Linked DNA regions of Mus musculus: region 2 is linked to region 1. A link is a contact called in public promoter capture Hi-C data. All regions are on one chromosome and are shown on one strand. Each heading gives the region's core, a stretch centred on a gene start, on an enhancer-like site or on the middle of the called end of the contact. The rest is flanking DNA. Distances are from core to core; before and after follow the strand shown.

The links. Promoter capture Hi-C pulls out the DNA fragments that hold promoters and counts their contacts.
Region 2: a contact with region 1 is called in a promoter capture Hi-C map of pre-B cells, with 3 times the contacts expected there. The contact joins the promoter of Cse1l here to the promoter of Stk4 in region 1. A contact is called at or near these places in 2 of 39 promoter capture datasets (liver and pre-B cells).

What each region holds. Positions count from the first base shown.
Region 1 is chr2:164,072,813-164,078,821 of GRCm38.p6, forward strand. Stk4 (serine/threonine kinase 4) reads left to right here and starts at 1,326. Exons shown (of 11, transcript NM_021420.4): 1 at 1,326-1,435. The coding sequence starts at 1,401.
Region 2 is chr2:166,901,624-166,907,349 of GRCm38.p6, forward strand. Cse1l (chromosome segregation 1-like (S. cerevisiae)) reads left to right here and starts at 4,473. Exons shown (of 25, transcript NM_023565.3): 1 at 4,473-4,554. It overlaps Gm31204 (a long non-coding RNA gene), which reads right to left and starts at 5,671. Exons shown (of 3, transcript XR_866966.3): 1 at 3,956-5,671; 2 at 1-2.

The sequences.
Region 1 (6,009 bases), core at 76-2,575:
GGACATCAGATCCCATTACAGGTTGTGAGCCACCATGTGGTTGCTGGGAATGGAACTCAGAACCTCTTCAAGAGCAGTCAGTGCTCTTAACCACTGAGCCACCCCTCCAGCCCTTGAGCTTTATTTTTGTCAATAACCCTATCGGCTTGAGCTGAGTCTAGACTGTCATTTTGGACTAAATTAGTGGATCTTTCCGTTTTTGGGGGTGTGCCAGGTCCAAAGCGAACCCCCAATTCCTCCCCCAAAAGGGAAGGCTTGTGTTGAATATTGAAAGTGTAAACAAAAGGATTGCTGGTGGACAGACCCGAGTAGTCCTCTGTAACCTGTTGGTTTCTGTCTACCAAAAGGAGTCACTCCTTTATCGTCCTTGCCTTTGGTAAAGGAGACTTAAGCCAAGCTAACCTGCAGGGTCCTTGGTCCCTAGTAACATATATCTGTTATGAGTAGCAAAGCAGCCTGGCCCTCCTTACCTCCTCCACTATGCTCCCAGGCTGTTCCAGATTACAACTTGCACACTCCCCTCCGCAGCAGTTACGCTACAGCAAGGTCCCGACCGGCTCTTCTCCCTCTTCGCTAATTTTTTCTGCCCGGAAGATATAGCCCTGGCCTTGGCCAGTCTGTTTTTTTCTCTCTGCTCAGGAGTCTTCCAGATGCTGTTTGGTCTCATCTACAATAAAACCTCTCCAGTCTTGGAGCAGAGATTTTGATGGTTTCTTGACTGCGCCCTAGTTTACAGAGGGCTTGGGGCTTTTCCCCTTGGCCCTAATATGAACTCACTTCTTTTTCTTTCTCTCTCTCTCTCTCTCTCTCTCTCTATATATATATATATATATAATATATATATATAAATATATATAAATATATATATACACACACACACATATATAAAATATATATATAAATATATATAAATATATATAAATATATATAAATATATATAAATATATATATATACACATATATAAATATATATATACACACATATATAAATATATATATACACACATATATAAATATATATATACATATATATAAATATATATATATATTTATATATATATATTTTAAGAACTCACTTATCAAGCCCGTGCTTTGCTAACAGCCTCCCCATCTGAGAAACTGGAGAACCCTCAAGGAGTCAGGCTTGAAAGTATTCAGTCCAAAGGCAAGTCAAGGAGAGGGTGTCGCTGACACTCGGGCCACTAGAGGCCGCCCGAGAGGCACCTCTTCGGCTTTCTGACTTCTGTATCCGCCCGCCACTGTGCCACGTGACTCCCGCCGCTCCGCCCAGCCTCCTCTCGCTTCCGGTAGGGGCGGAAAGCGGAAGTGTGGGAGGGTTCGCGGGGCGGGCTCCGGGAGGATGGAGCATTGAGGCAGTCTGGGCGGCTGCCGGCAGCGCCATGGAGACCGTGCAGCTGAGGAACCCACCGCGCAGGTGAGGGGCCGTAGGCTGAGAGGCAAGAGAGTTGGGTGAGGAGAGAAGGCGCGAGCTTGCTGAGGGTAGACCCCGGCGTGCGAGCTCGGGCCGGGAGGAGAGGGACCCGCGAGGCTGGTGACCGGGCTGCAGTAGCACCTGCCGAGAGAGGAGGGAGCGTCCGCTGGCCCGGGCAGAAGTGGTTTTGCTTAGAGAGAGCACTCTCTGGGCAACGTGCGGACAAGTTAGGGGAGACCCCAGCAGAGGCCGGGGAAGGCGCCCCAAGAAGGGACCCGAGGATGTAGGGGCGAATGCTGAGGCCGGGTGAGCGAGGACTTAACCCTGTTGCTTCGCTTTCGAGGCAGAAGTCGTTAGAAACATTGATTGGAGGTCCCATGGCTAAGTAAGGGGTGGAGCGGGGATTTTGGGTCCTGGTGGTTCTGTCCCAAGTCATTGCTCCTAACTGCCTTACTGTGTCAGTACCAACGTTTCACGGTTCTAGTAATGGAGAAAGGGTTATGGGGGGCTAGAGTTTCCAAGGGGCTTCAGGGTGTCCGCCCCATGTAGGATGATGTATTAGTAGTGATGGCGGTAATGGCTTTTATTACTGAGTTCATGAGTGACTGCCTACTTTTTTTCAAATCGTCCTCAGCCTTCCAACACCCAAAGTTGGGACGTTGATAAAGAACAAACAAACAAACAAACAAACACCAACCCGGGAGTGGGTAATCTGAGGTCCAATAAATAGAGTTTAGACACAGTAGGCTCAGCCAGACTTTGTCCTGTTCAAATTCTGTTTCGATACTCTCTTGGCTCTAGATTCTAGAAGTATCTAGAGTTGTTTTGGGTCAAGATGAACTGACTGCTGTTGTGCTGGACCACTCCCCGTCTCACCTGGAGAAAAAAAGCCTAGAGCCTGAGGGAGTCGTGCTTCTCTCAGACACAGCTAAAAACTTGGGTTTCACAGAGAAGACATTTGACTTCCTGCAGCAGAATGAGCACTAAAATAGGAAGTGTTCAGAGTAAGGGAGTGCCGGGCACCGGAGAGGTGGTGTGTGTGTGTGTGTGTGTGTGTGTGTGTGTGTGTGTGTGTGTGAAAGCCTGGGCAGCACTCTTAGGGGAGGCAGGGTCTGTTGGAAGTACACAAACATGGAATCAAACAAACAGCTTGTTGAGATGGGCTCAGGTTTGACTTAGTGTGGTGTGCTGAGGCACTCAAAGGAGTACTTATTAATTACAGCCAGAGAATGCTGCAGGGCGGCAGGCACTGTTTCATTGCTTTCCAGCTTGCCTGTTCAGCCATAGGAAATTGCTGGTGTTTTGAACTTGTAAACATGGTACACCTTACTGGCGCAGCTAGCCTTCGCAACTATCATATAAGGAGGATATCCCTGTATCCTTAGTGTAAAGAGGATAAAGCCAGGGCACAGAGAGGCAGGCCACTTGTTAGCTGCTCCATAGTTAGAGGCACAGTTGGGGTGTTAACATCTGGTGATCTAGTCTTAAAATCCTTGCGCTTAGCTTTTTTACTCTGATGTCTCTCTGGAAGTTACCTGTTACATTGGGTCTTTCTTTGTATATACGCATCTTAGCAGATTGTTCCTGTATGTACGGAATCAGTAACCACTAGGCCAGTTATTCTTCCATTCCTTTCCCCCAAAACCTTCATTTAACTAATAGTTTTGTTCTCTCTCTCTCTCTCTCTCTCTCTCTCTCTCTCTCTCTCTCTCTCTCTCCTCCAGAGACAGGGTTTCTCTGTATAGCCCTGGCTGTCCTGGAACTCACTCTATAGACCAGGCTGGCTTCGAACTCAGAAATCCACCTGTCTCTGCCTCCCAAGTGCTGGGATCAAAGGCGTGCGCCACCACTGCCAGACCACCATTTGGATTGTAAGAACTGTAGTAAAGCGCGAGAGAAGAGTGTGGCAGGGCCGAGTCCTTGGAGGATTGGTGCTGCCTTATTCGTTGTAACTAGTGGACTGCTGCATTTTACTATCAGAATTAAGTGGTTCAGATTGCTATAACAAGCACCACACCTGGATGGTTTAAGCAACAGAAATTAATTTTTTATGTAGTTGCCATTCTGGAGGCTGGAAGTTTGGAATCAGATGTCTTTGGCTTACAAATGACCACCTTTCCTCCCACCTCTTCGTGTGGTCTTCATTCTCCTCTGGCTGTGCCCTTATCTCTTCCGCTTTCAAAGTTTCTGATCTCCAGATGCAATCTCATATTCTGAGGTTCTCTGAGTTAGAATCTTAATAGTCACATGAAGAAGGCACAGTTAATTTAGTTACCCTTTTTGTTTATTTCAAGACAGGGTCTTGCACAGTGTCTCAGGCTGTCCTCAAACGCTCTACAACTCTACAGCATCTGGCTGCCTGTCTCAGCCCCCTGAGTTCTCATATTACAGGCAGCAGGTGCTGGTCTTGACAACTTTGCTATTAAAATGTTTCAGTTATCTTTGTTTGTTTGGTGTTTTGGTTTTTCTGGTTTTTCAAGACAGGGTTTCTCTGTGTAGCCCTGGCTGTCCTGGAGCTCACTTTGTAGACCAGGCTGGCCTTGAACTCAGAAATCCACCTGTCTCTGCCTCCCGAGTGCTGGGATTAAAGGCATGCGCCACCACGCCCAGCTTCAGTTATCTTTTATAGTCATTGTAATCTGTAAAATTCTGTTAGAGAGATAAATATGCATAAATGCATTGAGCCTTTGAGAGTTCTGACATGGGATAGTTGATTGAGAATTAATCATCTGAGAGATCATTTCCTAACACCTTGTGTTTGGAAAAATACAGATGTCTTCTTGAGAGGTTCAGGTGGTGTGCGTCCCAGCAGTCTAGGTGCAGGAAATGCTTTCTGCAGTCATGAGCTTGACATCTGTGTGTGACTCAGTGGCTAATGATGGATCGGTGTCTTGCAAGAGTTAGTGATTTTAAACTGTAAGTTGCTGTTGGCTAATGGTGTGGTGGAAGGCTTAGGATGCATTCCTGGGATGCTGGCCATTCCTGGGATGTCGCTGACATAGAAGAAGAACGTCACCAATATTTGGTGTGTGTAATTGCATTGGTCAGGCATATTCATTATGAGCAAGTGAAAACTGGCATAGGACGTCACCACTGTGCGAACCTCGTCACCACAGCTCACTAAAGGCAAGACTATTTGGGTTCTACAGTCCTCGTCCTTAAGGGCTCAGTCACTTAGCAAATGTCCCATAGAAATTTATTTTTTGATAACCTACTAGTTAGCATCTCAGAAGAGATTTTATTTTCATGAGCCAGGTGGTGTATGCTTTTAATCCCAGCATTCTTCTGGAAGGCAGAAGCAGATGAAACTCTGAGCTTGAAGCCAACCTGCCTATAGAGCCGAGTTCCAGGACAGCCAGTGCTACAGAGAGAAACCCTGTCTCAAAAAAGAAAGAATGAAATTCTATTTGGATAACAGGGAGGATAACACAGGGATTGCTATTCAAGGTTATGTGATTGCCGCCCTTACATTGGTTTATCTGTTTAGCAAATATTTTTCTGACCATCTCCTGTTTATTTGGCATGGCTTCTTTAAGTTTGAAGTGTTTTAAAAACTCTAGGTGCAAAACAAAACTCTCATGAAGGCTGTTTAAAGTTTGTCTGAGCGTTATCGAGTCTTGCAACTGTCTCTTAGGGCCCTGGCAGTTTCCTTTGTTATTCTGTGGTCTCTGAAATAGCGACTTTTGCTTTTGTTAAAACTATGAGAGTCAACACTTGAAAGGGAATCAGATCTTCCTTTATATAAGCTGTTTATAAGAGTTTATTCTCCACGAATGAGGCATTGTGCATTGTTTATACAGCTATGATTGGGGCTTTTACCAAAAACTCCCAGCATATGAGCTGTTGGTTTTAAGAGTTCGAGTTGGTAGAAATATCACTCCTGAAGCTTAAGAGGAGTTTCACTTCAGCCCTTTGTTTTGAAGCTGGGAGTTTTTATGAAGTCACTCGGATTTTGAATCTCCAAATGTCAGGGTGTTGGTGATCTTCAAGTCCAGGCTTTACGCTCTGTAGTTCTCCATTTCTTTGTAGAATTGTGCAGGCTCGCCCCTACAGGGTCAGGGAGTGTTAGTTATATTTCATGTGGTCAGCCTTTTATTTTATTTTTAACTTTATATCCTTCTGATTTTTCTATTTTTGTTTAAAGTAATTTCTTTTAAGAATTGGTATTGTTCAGATAGTTCAAGTCTTTTTTTTTTTTTTTTTTTGGCACAAGAAATTTATAGTGTGACTGCTTCCATATTTTACCATTTCCTGAGCTGTCCTTTTCTTTGTTGTCCTTTGTAGTTTGAGGAAACCATTGTATAGAAGACACACGTGTACACACACACACACACACACACACACACAGCAAACTCTTTGCTAATATGTTTTATTAGAGGTCTCAGAGTTTTAAATCTGAATGTTGCTTTATAGCCTATCCAGTTTATTATGAGTGTCTACCATTGTTGTAGAGTTTGAGTAGTAGCCCATTTGATTTTTGGCCCTTGTGGAAGGTCTGTGGCTGATAGTGGTGGGGAGGGTCTTAGTGAGATTGTTGAAAGCCTCTGCTGTCAAGTTAGTTTGTACTTTTGCTTCTG
Region 2 (5,726 bases), core at 3,223-5,722, 2.8 Mb after region 1:
TGCTGTAGAGACATTGTTTCCTTAGTCATCGAAAACAAGGGAATGAATTATGAGTGAATACTTAGAATTCTGCTTAGTTATCATCTGTGTTTCCAACACCATCATTCACAGTTGTAGCCAACGCTAAGAATAGGTAGTGGTACTCATTCGGCTTCGCCACACACCCTGCAGATCGGCCTGTCCAAAGTACCCGCTAGCATGGCGCTTCTGCTGCTGCAGAGACATAGTGTGTGCTGGGGTGCTTACTCTCAGACAGACCTGATCATCTTGCCTCAGCGTTTGGGTTTTCAGGCTGGTGTTAGCTGCAGGGTACCAGCCTGTATCCAGTGTATGTGGTATGTGTGTATGTGTGTATGTATATGTGGTTGTGCATTTGTGAAGTGTGTATATGTGTGTGGATAGTGTTTGTGTGTTTGCATGCATAAATATATATATATGTGTGTGTGGTCTGTTATATGTGGTGTGTGTGTGTGTATGGTATATATATACATATATATATATGTATATGTGTGTGTGTGTGTGGTGTGTGTGATATTTGGACTGGGTATCAAATTGTAAGAAACATGAAGTTTTTTTTATCATACAGTGTAAAATTTGTCTTTTTTTTTTTTTTTTTTTTTTTTTCTGAGACATGGTTTCTCTTTGTAGCCCTGGCTGTCCTGGAATTCACTCTGTAGACCAGGCTGGCCTCGAACTCAGAAATCTGCCTGCCTCTGCCTCCCAAGTGCTGGGATTAAAGGCGTGCACCACCATGCCCAGCTCTGGCTTTTTTTTTTTTTTTTTTTAAAACCAAGACCTAGTCCATCAAATTCCATAGATCTTGGAAATTCTCTAATTGTACTAATCTTGCTTTTTGGCTTCTGTAGTTTCACTTAAAAAAAAAAGATTTTATTTATTTTTATGTATATGGGTACGCTGTAGCTGTAGATGGTTGTGAGCCTTCGTGTGGTTGTTGGGAATTGATTTTAGGACCTCTGCTCCCTCCTGTCAACCCTGCCCGCTCCGGCCCAAAGATTTATTATTATATAAGTACTATTATATAAGTACACTGTAGCTGTCTTCAGACACACCAGAAGAGGGCATCAGATCTCATTAAGGGTAGTTGTGAGCTACCATGTGGTTGTTGGGATTTGAACTCAGGACCTTCAGAAGAGCAGTCAGTGCTCTCAGCTGCTGAGCCATCTCTCCAGCCCCAAAATTTCTCTTTATGACAAGAAATTCATATATTTTATCCTCTCCAACCTTGTAAGATTTTATATAAATGGTTTAGTCTCCTTACCCTGTAAAACCTTTGTTTATGTAAAGGCCCTGTTGCTCTCTTGGAACTTAAAAATATTAAGAGCCCAACCCCTTCTTCTCTCCATCATATCCTTTGTTTTCTTGTTCTGTTTTGTTGAGACAGGGTTTCTCTGTGCAGTCCTGACTGTCCTGGAACTTTCTCTGTAGACCAGGCTGGCCTTGATAAGGATTAAAGGCGAGTACCACCACACCCAGTTCTTCACTTTCTTTTGAAACTAGCCAATGGAGAAGTGTGAGGTCAGACACCAGCCAATGGAGGAAAGACCTGACCGATCGTCGCCTACATCAGAAAATGCTCTTCCATGTTTCTGAGCAATGCACTCTAGAATCTAGAACAAATGTTCTCACCATGGGGCTCACCTAAGAACATTGGAAGACAGTTACTTACGTTATATTATTATGTTAATAATAGGAGCAAAATTACAATTATGAAGTAGCAACAAAAATAATTTTATGGTTGGGGGGGTCCCCACAACATGAGGAACAGTATGAAAGGATCCCAGTGTTAGGAAGGCTGAGGACCACTGCTCTAGTCCAGGGTCTAGGTCAAAGTAAAGTCTTGCCCTGTTGAGACATTTCAACTGGAATAGTGGTCTCATTCTTTAGAACTTTGAACTTATTTCTAACAAAATCCAGGGCCTTACCAGCCGGTGGTGGTACACGCCTTTAATCCCAGCACTCAGGAGGCAGAGGTAGGCGGATTTCTGAGTTTGAGGCCAGCCTGGTCTACAAAGTGAGTTCCAGGACAGTCAGGGCTATACAGAGAAACCCTGTCTTGAAAAACCAAACAAACAAAAAAAATCCAGTGCCTTGCTTGTACTTATACACGACATTTCACCTATACGGATGTGCATACCCAACACACAGGGAGGGGCAGGAGAGGTGCTCCTCCATGGGTGAAAGCACTGGCTGCTCTTCCAGGGGACCCAGGTACTGTTTCCAGCTCCCATGTGTCACCTCCAGCTCTGTGGGAAACAGCGCTCTCCTCTGGCCTCTTTGGGCACTGCATGCATGTGGCACACAGAAAAGAAAAAAACCTTAACATTAAATATACATATATTTGGACTAGAGAGGTGGCTCAGAGGTTAAGAGCACTGTCTGCTCTTCCAGAGGTCCTGAGTTCAATTTCCCAGCAACCACATGGTGGCTCATAACCATCCACAATGAGATCTGGTGCCCTCTTCAGGCATGCAGGCATACATGCGGGCAGAATATTGTATACGTAATAAATAAATAAATCTAAAAAAAAATTACCTAGCAACAGAGCCTGGTGGTGGTGGCAGTGGCACATCTTTAATCCCAACATTTGGGAGATGGAGTCAACCAGATCTCTGTGAGTTCGAGACCAGCCTAGTCTACAGCTCTGTCTTCCAGGACAGCGACAGCTACACAGAAAAACCCTGTCTCGAGAAGTCATAAGCAAACCAAACCAATCAAACAAAAAACCCCAGAACATCTTTACTGAGCAGCTGGGGTGTGCTGAGTGTTGGAGGCACGGCTATAAAGAAGAGCAGTAAGACTTAAGCTCTTGTGTAGAAGAAACACAAGAAACTCACACGCCTTGCAGACAGCATGAGGAGGAGGGCTGAGGGTAGAAGCACTTGCTGCCAAGACTGAGGGCCAGGGTTCAATCCCTGGGACCCACAAGCTGGTGAGACCTGACCTCACACAGCTACCATGGCACCCACGCACCCCTCCTGTTACATAAATTAACTCAGGATGATAGAATGAAGTCAAGCCAACCAGGTAAGATACAGAAAACCCAGTTTAGGGCTGGCGAGATGGCTCAGTGGTTAAGAGCACCGGCTGCTCTTCTGAAGGTCCTGAGTTCAAATCCCAGCAACCACATGGTGGCTCACAACCATCCGTAATGAAATCTGATGCCCTCTTCTGGAGTGTCTGAAGACAGCTACAGTGTACTTACATATAACAAATAAATAAATCTTAAAAAAAAAAACAGTTTAATGAGAACCTTACATAAACAATGCATGCTTTTGAGGGTAAGCGTTCCCATGAAGTATCGATTATGAAAATGAGTGTTTGTGACCTGGAATTCATGGCAAGCTAGGCAGCCTGTCCTTTACTGGCTAAAACGCAAAGTGAGCCAGCTACTCCTGGACCCAGAGACAGGAAGGAACACATATCAGTGCAGTAAAGTGGGGTAAGCTTGTAGCAGAGAGGAACAGAGAAGGCAAGCTAAGCTGGCTTCTTCAGCCCGGTCTTACTACAGAACACTAGGCTTCAGTCTTGATCAAAAACCTGCTTCTAGACCTTCACCTTTCTTTGCTTGCGAGGCGTACAGTCACACAACTGTCTCCTGGCTTTTGAAAAGATAAGATTTCTCTTGTTCAAGGGTCAAATGAACATCCCAGTTACCTTTAAGTTGCCACCAACTACATCGTCGTCTGAAAAAAAAAATTTTTTTTTGAGAAAGGATCTCACTGTGTAGCTATGCCTGGCCTCTGTGTAGACCATGCTGGGCTTAAATAAATGGCGATTGTCTTGCTTCTGCCTCCCAAGTGCCAAGTGGTAACAAGCATGAGCCATCGCCTTCAGCTTCTGAAATCATGTGTGTGTGAGTGAATGAATGTGGGTGTCTTCATCCATTGCTCTCTTAGTTTTCAAGGCTGGATCTCTTATGGAAACAGAAGCTCACCAATTAGCTAGACAGGCCGGCCAGTAAGCCCCAGCGATCTTCCTGTGTCTGCCTCCCCAGGTACGGAATTGTAGTCAGGCTGGCTTTTATGTGGGTGCTGGGGATTCGAACTCCCGTCTTCTTCCTTGCGCAGCTATCACTTGCTTAACCAAGCGTGCTATCCCCTAGCTTGAAATTCTTACTCATTCGTTTATTCTATTTGTCCTAGAACAGACGCTCTGCTCTGTCCCTTCGCTCAGGCGTGAACGAGCACGTTCCATCCAACAGTTAGAAGCCACTAGGAGCCACTCGCAGAACCTGCTAGGGTCTGAGGAAAGAAACCCAAAACAGAAGCCTGCGTCAAAAGGCACGGTCTCTTGTGACGTCACCGCAGACCCGAGCAATGGTTCCGATTGGCCCTCGCAGCCGGGGTGGGGCCAAAGCATTCCTGGCTCCACCCCGCGTCCCGGTCTCACTCGCACATGCGCAGTGGCCGCCACCTTAGCCGCCGCGCCATTTTGCCAGGGTTTGAATGTGAGGCGGAGCAGCGGCTGGAGTGGGGTAGTGTCGGCTGCAGCTCTCGCTTGGGATTCCCTCCTCGGTCTCGGCGTCCCCACGAGGTGAGGCATGGAGCGAGCAGGGTGGCCGCGGGGACGCGGCTGAGGGAGGGGCCGATCGCTGGGAGGTGGATCTGGGCCTCAGCCCGAGGACGCGCGCCTGGTCTTCCCCGCACGCCGCCTCTGGGTCGGGCCTGACCGCTCCGGGAAGCTGGGGCAGCTTGGGGCTCGGCCTCACGCGAGCTTCTCGAGCTCCCGCCCCTTCCCTTCCAGCGTTGCTGGGATTGGTCGCGCCGCCGCGTAGGCGTCCGCGGATTGGTCAAGCCCGCGCGTCCGTTCTCGGCGCGCCGGGGCCCGCAGCGTGAGCGCTGTTCCGCGCCGAGGCCTGACCTGGCCGAGCCGGTCTGGGTCCCTGGTTCTAAAAGAGGCCGGAGATCGCCCACTCTGACTTCGCGGGGCTTTGGCCTCCGCCAGAGTGGACTTGGCCCTCGGGTTTCAGCTGGCTGTGACGTTCGTGTCCCTAGGACCTAAGGAACCTACAGGCGAATGGTGTTCCCCTGCCTGGGGCTCGCCGGCTTTCCAGTTAGATAATCTGTCCCCACGCACACTCCGTCTTTCCCTAGGAGTGTAATTCAGAGCTAGTCCTTGCCTCTCTACGAATTTCCTAGTTTTTAAATAATTAGGTGATGCTGGGCGTGGAAACCGTGCTCCCTCACGTGTTGAACAATCTCTTCCACTGAAATGGCATTTTTACCCTCTCCTCAAACTTACGATTCTTCACTTGCATATTCGGTTAAGTGGCTTGAAGGTTCCGCTGACTGCAGGCTGTGTTTCCCAGAGGGCTCGCCTGAACTGCTGACCATGGCCATTCGTCTCTCCATAAGCACTGTCGCCTCCATGACCGGCTCTTTTAAGTATTCATAGTCCCGTCCTGTATGCTAAGTCCCCAGCTTTCGTGATGTTAGAAGCAGCTGACCTCAGATCTTGGCGGGGCTGCCTCCCTCCCTGCCTTTCAAGTTCCCTTCTTAGGGAGGAGTTCTCAGTTCTCACTGCGATGGCCACATCACCCACGTTTATGTGTCCTGTAGCATTGACCTTATATGTAGTAACTACTGCTTGTTTCTCACGGTTCTCATCTGCTCTGAGTTATCTTTAAGGATAACTTTTTATTGCTGGGTCCCATGTATGAGAGCCACATGGTGAATGCTCTGTTATTTTATGAAGACATGGAAGGT